Regions from separate parts of the Ovis aries genome. Here region 2 is linked to region 1. The links are chromatin contacts, called in public Hi-C maps. All regions are on one chromosome and are shown on one strand. The core of a region is the stretch at or near the end of the contact, and the rest is flanking DNA. Distances in the headings are between cores, read along the strand shown.

What was found. A called contact is a pair of places that touch in the nucleus more often than the background predicts.
Region 2: a contact with region 1 is called in a Hi-C map of muscle, with 4 times the contacts expected there. The contact joins the promoter of ENKUR here to the promoter of ARHGAP21 in region 1. A contact is called at or near these places in 2 of 16 Hi-C or Micro-C datasets (liver and muscle).

What each region holds. Positions count from the first base shown.
Region 1 is chr13:24,964,113-24,970,115 of ARS-UI_Ramb_v3.0, forward strand. It overlaps ARHGAP21 (Rho GTPase activating protein 21), which reads right to left and starts at 2,335. Exons shown (of 25, transcript XM_042230534.2): 1 at 1,999-2,335; 2 at 203-636. The coding sequence starts at 283.
Region 2 is chr13:25,210,290-25,216,079 of ARS-UI_Ramb_v3.0, forward strand. It overlaps ENKUR (enkurin, TRPC channel interacting protein), which reads right to left and starts at 1,401. Exons shown (of 5, transcript XM_004014226.6): 1 at 1,197-1,401. The coding sequence starts at 1,282. The region is part of intron 4 of THNSL1 (threonine synthase like 1); the gene reads left to right.

The DNA of each region.
Region 1 (6,003 bases), core at 1,085-3,584:
AAGTGTCTAAAAACAAAACCAGGCAAGGTTTCACCTCCCTACGGGTGAGGCTGGGACGCTCCCACCATTCAGCCCAAAGCCCCAAAAGCCGATGGATCTTCTTAGACCCCCAAGGTAGCTGACCCCCACCCCACACTGGTAGGACAGACACCTCAGAGACACAAGCCACACAGCTGGGCAGGGACGTCAGCTCTGCACTTACCTCACAGGTGGGGGACCCGCAGGCCTTGAGCTTGGTGTCAACATCTCCCTCAGGCAGACCAGTCCGACGAGTGGCCATCATTTCATTTCAAATTACAAAGAAGGGACCAACCCTTGGGAGTCCACATTGGGAGGGAAATGCCACCATGCACCAAGAAGGTAAGAATTCCACACCAGGTTCCGAGAGGGTGCAGGGTTGCTGAGACAAATGAAGGTTTCAATGAAGCGCCTTTCAAATGCCCTGATGAGGATTCCTTCCGACTTCAACGGCCTTCACCGTCTTCGTCCATTTCTCCAGACGTAAAAAACAAAGACCAGTCTCCTGTGCAGCTAGTGAGGCCAACTGCAGAAAGCGGTCCCCTTCGTTCCTAGCGCTCCTCCCAAGTCCGAGAGCAATGCTAGCGCGTCGTGAAGGCTCTCCCAAAGAGATCTTTCCTAAAGAGGGAAAAGTTAAAGGACATGAACTTTCTCCAGACGCTGACCTTGGCCTTGCCCACGAGTCTACTCCAAGCTCGCCCTTCCAGCACTTGGAAAGATAATTCGGTCCATGCTGATGAATCAAAAGATGAAATAATCTTCCCATACAAAATAAGAAAGAAAGGCGGGGGGAAATCTTTAAATCAAGGGGGAAATGAGAGACATCAGAACGGCACGATGATTACCTCAAACATGCCCGGACTTTCTGCAGCCGACAAGAAAAAAACATTCCCCTTTCAAGTGCATTTAAATTCATGTATTTTCTGGGCAAATGAGAGGGAGCTTATGTTCTTCTGCATCACCCGAATAAGAAGACTTTACAGAAGTTTTGTCCCCACGAGGCTAAAATGGGAGAATACTTTTTCAAAAACACGCCTTGCTCCCCGCCACCTCCCCAGCTCCCTAAAATAAAAACAAAAAGTCAGGCTCGGACGCGGCCAGCGGCTCTGCCGGTGTTTCCAGGCGGCCTGGGGGACTTGGGGCGCCCGCCCTCCGCCCTCCGCCCCGACCGGCCGGTGTCCCCGAGGAGGCGGCTGTTTTCCTTGGCCCGCGGCGGGGCTGGGCGGGGACGGCGCGGGGCCGGGCGGGGAGGTGTGCGCAGCGCCGGGAGGGAGTCCCTCTCCGGGGCATTATTCCGGAGCCACAGAAATGAAGCCGCAGCCCCAGCAACTTTTATTTAGTTGCCGCGCCCCAAACTACGCCTCGACACGATCGTCCCGTTTTCCCGGGGCCGCCTAGGGGAAAAATAATTTTTTTGGGGGGGGGGGAAGAAAACCACCACCCACCTACCACTATTTCCTCCGCCCCTTCCAGAGGCAGATCGGGGAGCGCGATCTCTCGGGAAGGGCGGCCCAAATATGTACTTTCAAAAAAGAGTGGGGAGACCCGAGGGAAAAGCCAAAAGCGAGGGGGCTCACCCTCCGCGCCCCGCCTGGCCCGGCTTCCAAGGCGCAGAGGCGAGCGGCGGGGACGCGGGCAGGGCGCCGGGCCCAGCCGGGGCGCGCTAGGCCGCAGGCTCGGTTAATATTCATGAGCGCACGGGAGGCGCCCCTCCTCCACGGCCGGCCGGCGGGACCCCGGCGCCCGCTGCCGGCCTTTGTGCCCTTCCCTCCTCCCGCCCGCCCTCCCTCGCTCCGCACACGCGGGCGCGGCCCCTCTGCCCCCGCCGGGCTCCCGCCACCACTCTCTCCGGCCCCGCGCCAGCGCCCGGGCGGGGTGGCGGGAAGGGAGGGAGCCCGCGGCGAGCCCGGCTCTCCCTCTCCACCCGCCCGCCGGCGCTGCGCCCTGTCCGCCGAGGCGGAAAGTCAAGCAGACACGCACCGGAGCAAGCGCGCCGAGTAGATCCGCACCGGGCCCGGCCGGTCCCCCGGACGGCGCGCACGCCTGGCGCACAGCGGACCAAGCGGGAGGACGAGCCGGCGCTACCAGCCTCCGCCGCGCTCCGAGGCCGCCGCCCCCGGCCGACCGCTCCCAGACACCGCCGCGACCTGCCCCGGCCGGCCCCGGGCTCTCGGCCGCCGCGGGAGGGCGTGGGGCGGGGCGGCGGCCGCCGGACTCTCCCCTCGCCTCGCCGGGCCGGGCCGGGGCCGCGCTCGGGCGCCCGCGATCGCCAAGTGACAGAACTGCTCCGCTCCGCAGCCGCGCCGAGCTGTTTCCCGGGGGCGGATTTCTCGCTTCTTCCTCCCTGGATCCACCTCCTCCCACTCCACCTCCTTCCCCTCCCCTCCCCAGGGGAGGCTCTGGGGCTGAATATTTTCTGTCTTGAATAATATGGTCCGGGGAACAGACGCTGAAGCAGGGGGATTAGCCTGGGGCGGGGGTCGGTGGGGGTGCTCGCCAACCCCCTCCCAATTTACGTCGGGACCTACAAGCCCTCACCCGCCCCCAACACCTCCCCAAAAACCAAACACAGAAAACCCTCCCCGCCTTCTCCAATCTCCAGAGCGCTGAGCGGGAGCGGCCGGGAACCTGGGCTTCCACTAGGAAGGGACCCTGTTCTCGGCGTCAGGGCCGGGGAGGGGTTGGGGGGGGCGAGGATTCTAGATACTCAGAATTAGCGGGGGTGAGTGTCAGAGATCACGGGTCCCAGACTGCGGGGTACGCGTCCGGGTGAGTTTTTGCCCCTATCTGCAGCGGGAGGGGTGCGATATGGGACTTCAAGATAAGGGAGTGTCCTTTCAACGCCCGACTGCAAAAGAGCTTCTCTTTAAGGAGGCTGGGGGCTCGCAGCGAAGCGTTATTCATTCAGTCCTTTGCCCTTTTCATATCTTCAGGGCAGCTGAACAATTCGGCGCGGCTAGCGGAACTGGGAGGGAAGGTGGAGGCGCTTCTCCGCCCCGCAGGTCACAGAGGCGCGGGGCCGGGAGCCCCACACCCGCCCCTCCCGGCCAGATCCCGGGGCTTAGCCCCAGACCCCTGGCGGCTCGCTCCGCCCCGCCGCGCTTCACAACATCTCCCGCTGCAAATGGGCCAATCGGAGGACGCGATGAGAAAACACCAACCAATCAGAGGCTGCTGACTCAGGCTTCCCTCCACCCTTTGCCCCGCCCCCGCTAGGAAAGCCACAGCCCCTCGGTCTCCCCTTCCCACCCCGCCCGGGTCCGGGGAGGTGGCTCGCCCTCCAGTCCTCTTCCAGCTGCAGTGGAGGAGCGGGCCGCGGCGGCGGGGTTTGTCACCTTGTCACCCTCATCTTCGCCTCCTCCCAGACACGCCTCTCCTCCCTTTCCCAGTCCTCCTGCTGATGCTGTTGAGGGGCATTTTATCTTCACGCGGGTGGGGAAGTACCAGCTTTTGTGTCTGATCAGCCGCCACCACCCTCCTGAGGGAGAAAAAAAAACAACCCAAGAAGCTTTGGGGTCTGCGTACCTTTTCCTTCTTTTTTTTTAACCACACTCTCCCCATGAGATTTAGAGACAGTTCCCCGCTCCACCCACCCCGCCGTCCACACCCAGCTCGCAGTCCGGAGCCTCCGGTCCTGTTTTTTTTGTTGAGAAAAAAATCCAAAACCACTCTCAGGAGCCTGAAAACCTGTGCTGTGGTTTTTTTTAGACCTTCCTAAGAGTGGAAGGTGCCAAACATTAGAATATACAGCTAAGTCCTTCGCCTTAATTAGAGGAAAGACTCATTTTTATATGGCCATGAAATTTGCATGGTCTGGACAGCCCCTAACAAAACTAGTCAGCTAATAACAAAGAAAAAAAGGATAAAACAGAAGGAATGCCTGCCAGCCAGTGGGTAATTTACTGAACAGCTCACTGGACTACAGTAGTATCCAATTCTGGATACTGTAGAGTAAATGAACTAGAAGTGAGTAGAAAGACAGGGTTCAAGTAGTGTACCTCTACTGGGCTTAAAGAATATGTCCAGAAAGAGAAAAACAATTTTAAGCACAAAACAGCTTCTTTACAAATGCAAATGGGCATGCATGGCATAACTTGGGTCTCTCACAGCTAAGGACATGTAGGGTTAAGGTTTTTGTCATGGAAATTTTTATAAATGTTGATTTTGGAAATAAAGGCTTTCAGTTTGGTTCAGTTCAGTTCAGTCGCTCAGTCGTGTCCAACTCTTTGCGACCCCATGAATCGCAGCACGCCAGGCCTCCCTGTCCATCACCTTCCCGGAGTGCACTCAGACTCACATCCATCGAGTCAGTGATGCCATCCAGCCATCTCATCCTCTGTCGTCCCCTTCTCCTCCTGCCCCCAGTCCCTCCCAGCATCAGAGTCTTTTCCAATGAGTCAACTCTTTGCATGAGGTGGCCAAAGTACTGGAGTTTCAGCTTTAGCATCATTCCTTCCAAAGAACACCCAGGGCTGATCTCCTTCAGAATGGACTGGTTGGATCTCCTTGCAGTCCAAGGGACTCTCAAGAGTCTTCTCCAACACCACAGTTCAAAAGTATCAATTCTTCGGTGCTCAGCCTTCTTCACAGCCCAACTCTCACATCCATACATGACCACTGGAAAAACCATAGCCTTGACTAGACGGACCTTAGTCGGCAAAGAAAATGTCTCTGCTTTTGAATATGCTATCTATCTAGGTTGGTCATAACTTTTCTTCCAAGGAGTAAGCGTCTTTAAATTTCAGTTTGGTAAAGGAGACTAAATGTTAGCCATGGAAGGAGATGTGAAAAGAAGGTAAAACACATTTTGGGAATTGTGGGAAAATAACATAATCTAGGGGGTTTCCTAGGTGGCTCAGTGGTAAAGAATCCTCCTGCCAATTCAGGAGATGCAGGTCCAATCCCCAGGTTTAGAAGACCTCCTGGAGGAGGAAATGGCAACCCACCCCAGTATTCTTGCATGGAAAATTCCACGGACAGAGAATCCAGGTGGGCTACAGTACATGGGTGGCAAAGAGCTGGACATAACTGAGCATGCATGCCCACAATGTAATTTAGAAAGCCATTTCTATAGGAGATAAGTGGAAGGATGGGGATTACAGTCTAGCTTCATCATTTACCATGTGACGTAGGGCACAGTTTTACTTCTGTAAAGTACTAGAGCTAACAAGTAACAGTGACTACTGTCTAGGTAGCACTGCCAGCTGAGTATTCCTCCCAGAGCTTTCGGTTCAGTTCAGTCGCTCAGTTGTGTCCTCCCAGAGCTTTACACAAAACTTAATGAGACAGGTACACTGCAGAGCAAGAATTCAACCCCAGGACATAGGGTCCAGAGTCATGTTTTTCTCTATAACACTATCCTTACTTCTAACACAAGTTTTAATAATAACAACAGTAGCCAGCATTTACTTAGCTTATCCTGTACTGATCATTAACCCTACATCTAAAATCAGTAGGATTCTGTTGTTCTTGCTACCATATTTATCTTTTTAAAATTAATTAATTTGCCTGCACTAGGTCTTAGGTGTGGCATGCAAGGTCTTCCATCTTTGTTGCAGCATATGGAATCTAGTTCCCTGAAAAGGGATTGAACTCAGGCCCCCTGCATTGGGAGCTCGAAGTTCGAACCACTGGACCACTAGGGAAGTCCCAACCATATGTATCTTATATGCATTAGGCTATCTGGATGCAAAAGAAAAAAAGACCAGAGCTAAGATTTGGGAAACCTAAGTCCTAGCCCTCTCCTGGGATCTCCAGTATGACAGGACCTTCCCACTCTTGTTGGGCTGTTGAGAGCATCAAATGAGACAATAGACATAAAGGAGTTTTTAAAAGGTAAAAACATCATTCCAATTAAAATATTACTATTTTATTACTATTATAATAATAAGCATTACTATAAAAATATTACTATTATAAATACATATAAATATATATTTATATTACATAGTAATATAAAATATTATTATGAAGGAGGGGTTTGTC
Region 2 (5,790 bases), core at 151-2,650, 250 kb after region 1:
AGGAGCTTTTATCTTGTACAATATACAGGAATTTTCGATTAAAACTCCATTCAGCAATAGTTAACTTGAACACTTCTTATAAACTCTGAAACTGTACCAAATCATACTTTGAATTCCTATTTCCAATCTCTACTAGATTTTGAGAAGTTAATGGAAAACAAAATAGGTACTGGTCTGGTTAAAAAAAGATACTCAGGCTTAAAAATGAAGGATCTGTCTACTTGTTGAAGATGTTAGGCACTGGAAGTAATTACTAAAAAAGAAAATTGACAATTAAGATCTGAAAGACCTTAAAGATTATCCAGTTCATGTAATTTGTTTTACAGATCAGAAAACAAATTTTAATAATGTATTTGAGATCACAAAACCAATCAGTTTCAGAGCCTAGTGTTTTGTTTTTAGCCCAGTGCTCTTTCAGTGTAGTTTTGACTTGGAACAAGAAAAAGGAAAAAGGTAAAGCTGCAAAATCCTAGAAGGAATGAGATTTTCCTTATTCTTTACTTTCTTTTGTCCCCAGGTGAGTAACTGACATGTTTACTGTGTGGTACCTTTTTGAAAATTTGGGGAACTAAAGGGGTCCTAACACCTATATAAAAATCTTAACTCTATCACATATTTTGGGGTCTCCGTCAATCCATTCTTCTTCAAAAGAAGACCTTAGGCACTATCTTGTGCATTTGTTTCATCAATCAAAAAAAAAAAAGAGAGGCTCAGAAACAAATAGAAATTTATATTTGACAATACTCTTGGGGGGAAATGGGTATTATCTTTCTTTAGAGAAAGCAGTGGTGTAGTCAGAAACAAAACAGTGAATTCCTGAAACAAGATATCAAGTATCCTAACGCAGGATAATAAAATTGTGACTTCTCTTTTTTCAACACTAAGATATTTCAGGCTATGTTGCATACCACATCACACATATACAATTAAATTACAAACAATTACACACGTATGAACAAGAGGCTGACATAAGAAAATGGCCCTCTCACAGCACTGGACCACCCTCTCTCTGAATTATGAGCAGCTAAATATTTATATTTCGCAACTTCTTTAAGAAGCTCTCACCCAAGACTACTTCACTGAGATAAAAATAATGTAATCTCGTTTTGAAAGTCATACGATGCTTACTTAATCCTGAAATGGAACAATTCTTTTCCATTCTTGTTTCAAGTGATAATCGTTGCTTACCCACATACCTAGGAGGCTGTGGAGGCTCCTTCCAGTCACTGGGTATGAGGTTATAAATGCTCTCAGAAGGGCCCGTTGGATCCATGGCCACCATATGAGTACTGAAAACTACTTAGCTTTTTTCTCACTATAGCAATATCTCCATCCGTTTCTTCACAGCTTGTCCTTTCCTCTCCTACCCTCTTGCCTTCTCAAGGAACGAACGTTTCTTTCACGCAATTCCCCCGCGACCTCTTGGAGTCCTCTCTTGGCAAGAAAGTAAACACCCCTTCTACGACTCTGGGCTCGCTTAGCGTTGTTGACGGCACGACTGCCGTGGAAACAGTAACTAGGCAACGAGGATGGTGGCGTTGCAATCTAGTTTTCCAAACTTTCCTTTCGCAAGGGCTCCTTTTCTGTCAAGAGAAGCTCAACGTGAAAACCACAGTTTATATGTACCTTTGGGAGTAAAGGGGTGAAAATGGCGTCCCCTTAAAAATGTCGCTCTTTTCTCTGTGTATTTGGGAAAAAAAAGATAAATTCTACCACAGACTGACGGGAAACTGCGCCGCTGTGCAGGCGTCACACAATTCTCTCGTCCACAGGCGTGATCCCTCTGGGGCGGGGCGAGCTACTGAGGCCACGCTGACGCACGTCCGACGTGACGAACAGGACGAGGGAGGGAGGGGCCTAGGATCGAGTGGGTGAGGCGCAGGACAAGTCGCTTACCAGGTACTGGGCAGCTCGGCGGTGGGCGTGGCGCGCGAACGCGGAGGCCAGCCCCTGCGCAGGCGCAGAGGCCGCTGCGCGGGTTGGGGGGAGGTGGACCTCACGAGGCCTGGGACCTGGGCTGTGGGCCATCAGGGGCCGGAGTCTGAGGTGCGGGACTGTGTCCCGAGGCAGCGCTGGCGGCTCCGGAAGCTCTTTCCCATTTCCTTTCCTTTCCCCCCGTCTTCTCAGTGTGATTTCCTTGGTGAGTTATTTGAGGAGAAAGGGAAACTGTAGAATCAGTCCGTTCCCATCGCATGCCCTTTTCCGGTCCGTGTCTTCCCCTGTGCGCTGCTGGGCGGTGACCCCAGCAATCTGTCCGCTCCCGCCTTCCCGGCCGCTTGCGTCCCGCGCTCAGCCGTGCGGCCACCGGTGCGAGCTCTCAGGACCGCTCCCCTCGGCGACCTGTCTCCCTTACTCTCGCGCCTCGCTGCTTCTCTCCCTGTTTACCTCTTTATCGGGCCCCTCCTCTTAGGGGTTGACTTTGTTTTCTAAGCAAGCAGCCTAAACCAGAAGAATCCTTTTAAACGGGCCTTTGAATTTTGTGCTCCTCCCTTTTTTTTTTTCTGGCGTCCCTTTTTGAAAATAGTCTTGGGAGCGGTTTTATTCCGTTTGATCCGTGTGGTCTTCCATGAACCCACTGATTCCCATATTGACTGCTGTAAGACTCTCATTTAGCAGCCTTTGCCATCCAGAGGCTCTGAAAGACATTTTGGCAATATGGTTCTGACCAACCTTACAGAAGCCAGTCTGCCCAAAGGGAATAAGGATGGTTGACGATAAGAGGCCAGGTTTAGGCCTGTCACTGCCAGGGTGCCCGGTGGTGGAGACAAAGCAGCATGGTAGCCTGGTTGACTTAAAAGTTTATTGGCTCTGCCTTCTGAGATGGTCCGTGCTCTGTCTGTGGAGTTTTGTTTCTCACTAAATAAATCCAGTTCTTACTTAAAACAAAGTTTGCCGAATGTGTAGGTGTTTATCATCTTGGGCTCTTGGTGAATTTCAGTAGATAAGAACAAACTTAGTGTTTTCTTATCCAGTTGGTCAGGTTTCTATTTTTTTTTTATCCCAGGCGTTTAACAAACATTTTATTTCAGATGAATGGCGCCTTGGGGTTGATGGTTCTGTTCTTCACATCAGATTTTCTGTTTCCAAAATATTTGTATGTATATGCCACTTTGCCCTTTTCCTTTCCACTTTGAGTATTTCATGGTTTTGGTAATTTTTGCTTAGCTTGTGTAGAGAATAATTCTGTTCTCTATATGTGCTAAGATTTGAACCGAGGACTTGAAATGATAATAGTTAGCCAAATGGACAGTCCTTGGCCAAAGTTTATAACATTTCTAATTAGAAGGAACACTTAAGGACTCTTTATGTTTATCAGTTCCTGAAAGAGTCAATAAGGGCAAAGCATGATTTCTCTAGGTAGTAAGTACTCACTGGCCTCAGCTAGTCTTGACTTTCTGTTGTTACTGAATACAGTAATTTCACTGATGTCAGTATATTTATTATGGTTTAAAAAATACTGAACAGAATTTAAAGTCTCACTGTAGTGTATTTAGTATACAGTCTTAGGGAAGTCGTTAAATCATTTGGAAAGGAACTTTTTTCCCCTTTAGGTATTGGTCTGTAATTCTTGGCTTCTGAAAGCATGTTTACAAAGAATACGTTCCTGATTTTTATAATTCACTCAAAATGGCAGTTCTGTTCAAGGAAATGCTATGTTCAGTATGTCCACAGAGAATTAGTGTTGGTGTGCCATCAGAGGTAGTGAACCTTTTCTGTAAACGGCTAGATAATAAATATTTTAGGGCTTGGCAGGCCAGATGTATTCTTTTGAAACTACTTAAGCATTCCCATTATAGCTGCAAAACAACCAAAGACAATACTTAAGAAATGGGGAAAAAAGAAATGAATGAGCAAAGTTTTTTTCCCCGTGAAAGGTAATTTACAAAAACAGGGGTGAGCTACATTTGGCCTGGGGGTTATAGTTTGCATATTCACCTTATATGAATGGTTGTGCATACAAATTAGTTGTTGTTTTTTTTTTTTTTACTAAGGATTTTTTCAGTTTACTTAGATGAGTAAAATGGTCAGAGGTGGGAGTAGAAATAGGACAACTGGGAGGAAAATAAACCCTTTCTAAAGACATAGTCTTCACAATATTTTTCTAAGTTATAGAATTACAAAGAGTACTTAATCATTTGAATTAGATATTCAAGACCTTTAAGAGAATATTTAACAGCAAAAGACTAACAACAGAAAAGGCTTAGTTGGCTTTGATTCTAAGATAAAGGCAAAGAAGAGTGGTGAATCTGAAAAATGCTTTGATTTGCCCTGTGATTACCACGTGGCGCTGAAGTGTGGGCCCTCCACTGCGCTGTTTCAGTCAGCTAAGTAACTGGAGGGCTTGTTTAGAGGATTTTTACGTATTAAAAGCAAACCTTCTAACCTTGTGCTGGTTAGTTTATATCCTACTATATTTGCATTTTTTCTTATTACTTATGGGAAAACAACATTGCTGTAAAAATGCAGCAATTTTTAAGAATAATTTAAAACCTTAGAATATCTTTCTTCATAAAATAGTGGACTAGATTTAGTCATTCTTAGAAATTTAAATAGAAATTGTATTAAAACAGGATGACAGGATGACAAGTATAATCATTGCACAAATATTTTCGAAAGTTCATTGAACTGTAGCCAGTTCTTATAGTGAAAGCAAATATTTTAAATGGGTGACAAATGCTAAATCATTTTCACTAAATAGATTTTGAAAGTTTTCCAGAAGTATTGAAAACTAGGTAATTTTATAATGGAATTGGAATTTTCTGGACTATTTTGGAAGTAAAAATTGATGCACTTATAATTTCGATTAATAATCATCTAGGATAAGCATAGGAAAATATCACTGTCAATACTTGGTAAAAGGTAATATGTATTTCTGGTTTAAAAATGTAACTTTGTTAGCATTCTTAGAAAATAATTTAAAAATGTGTTAAAAGTGGTTTCTGTACTTTCTTTCCCTTGAAGTCTATATTCAGTTTTGATCAGCTTGCCATAGTAAAATTGTTAAAATTAATACCTCGAGGTCACACAGTATTTAGTATGGACATGTGGACATTCTGTTTCTGTTTTTTAAAGTTCTTGTTGTGACACTGACACGTCACTACCTTTTCATTTGTCTCTGACAAGGTCTTTTATGTCCAGGAAGTATCTACTGGAACTAGTGGATCAAAAAACTACACTATAAGCGACCAGTAAGAAAACCTGTTTAAAAATTATTAACGTGTAATGGAGTGGTATACATCTTCCATCCCCTGAGGAATTAGAGAGTTTACTAAAATAATTCTGTGTAGAACTTGGCTCTACACCAATTATTTGCAAACATCAATGATTCAGTAAAACCTGAGTACTTTAAGGTCAAGAGATTTGGTCTTTAAGTACTGGTTTTGTTTCTTGACTCTTATGTGATTGACTCTCATTTTAATTTGAAATAGTTCTGTTCTTTGGCTGAAGAAAAATTGCCTATTCATGACCCCCTTTACTGAAAAACATATTAGAAAATAAGTAAATGAAAAACACCTTATAATATGGCTTTGGATCATAAAGGAACATGATTTGCAGTCGGTCCTCACTTTTCACAAGTTCTCTATTTGTGAATTCTACTTGCTAAAATGTATTTATAACCCCAAACTAATGCTTACAACACTTCTGCAGTCACTCATGGCCACATGCACAGTGGTGAAAAATTTCAGTCATGAGATATGCATGTTTCAAGTTGGGGTCAAGTAAGGTGATACTCTGCCTTCTTGTTTCAGCTCCTACTATAAACAAGGGTCTTTTTTGAATTCTATTTAA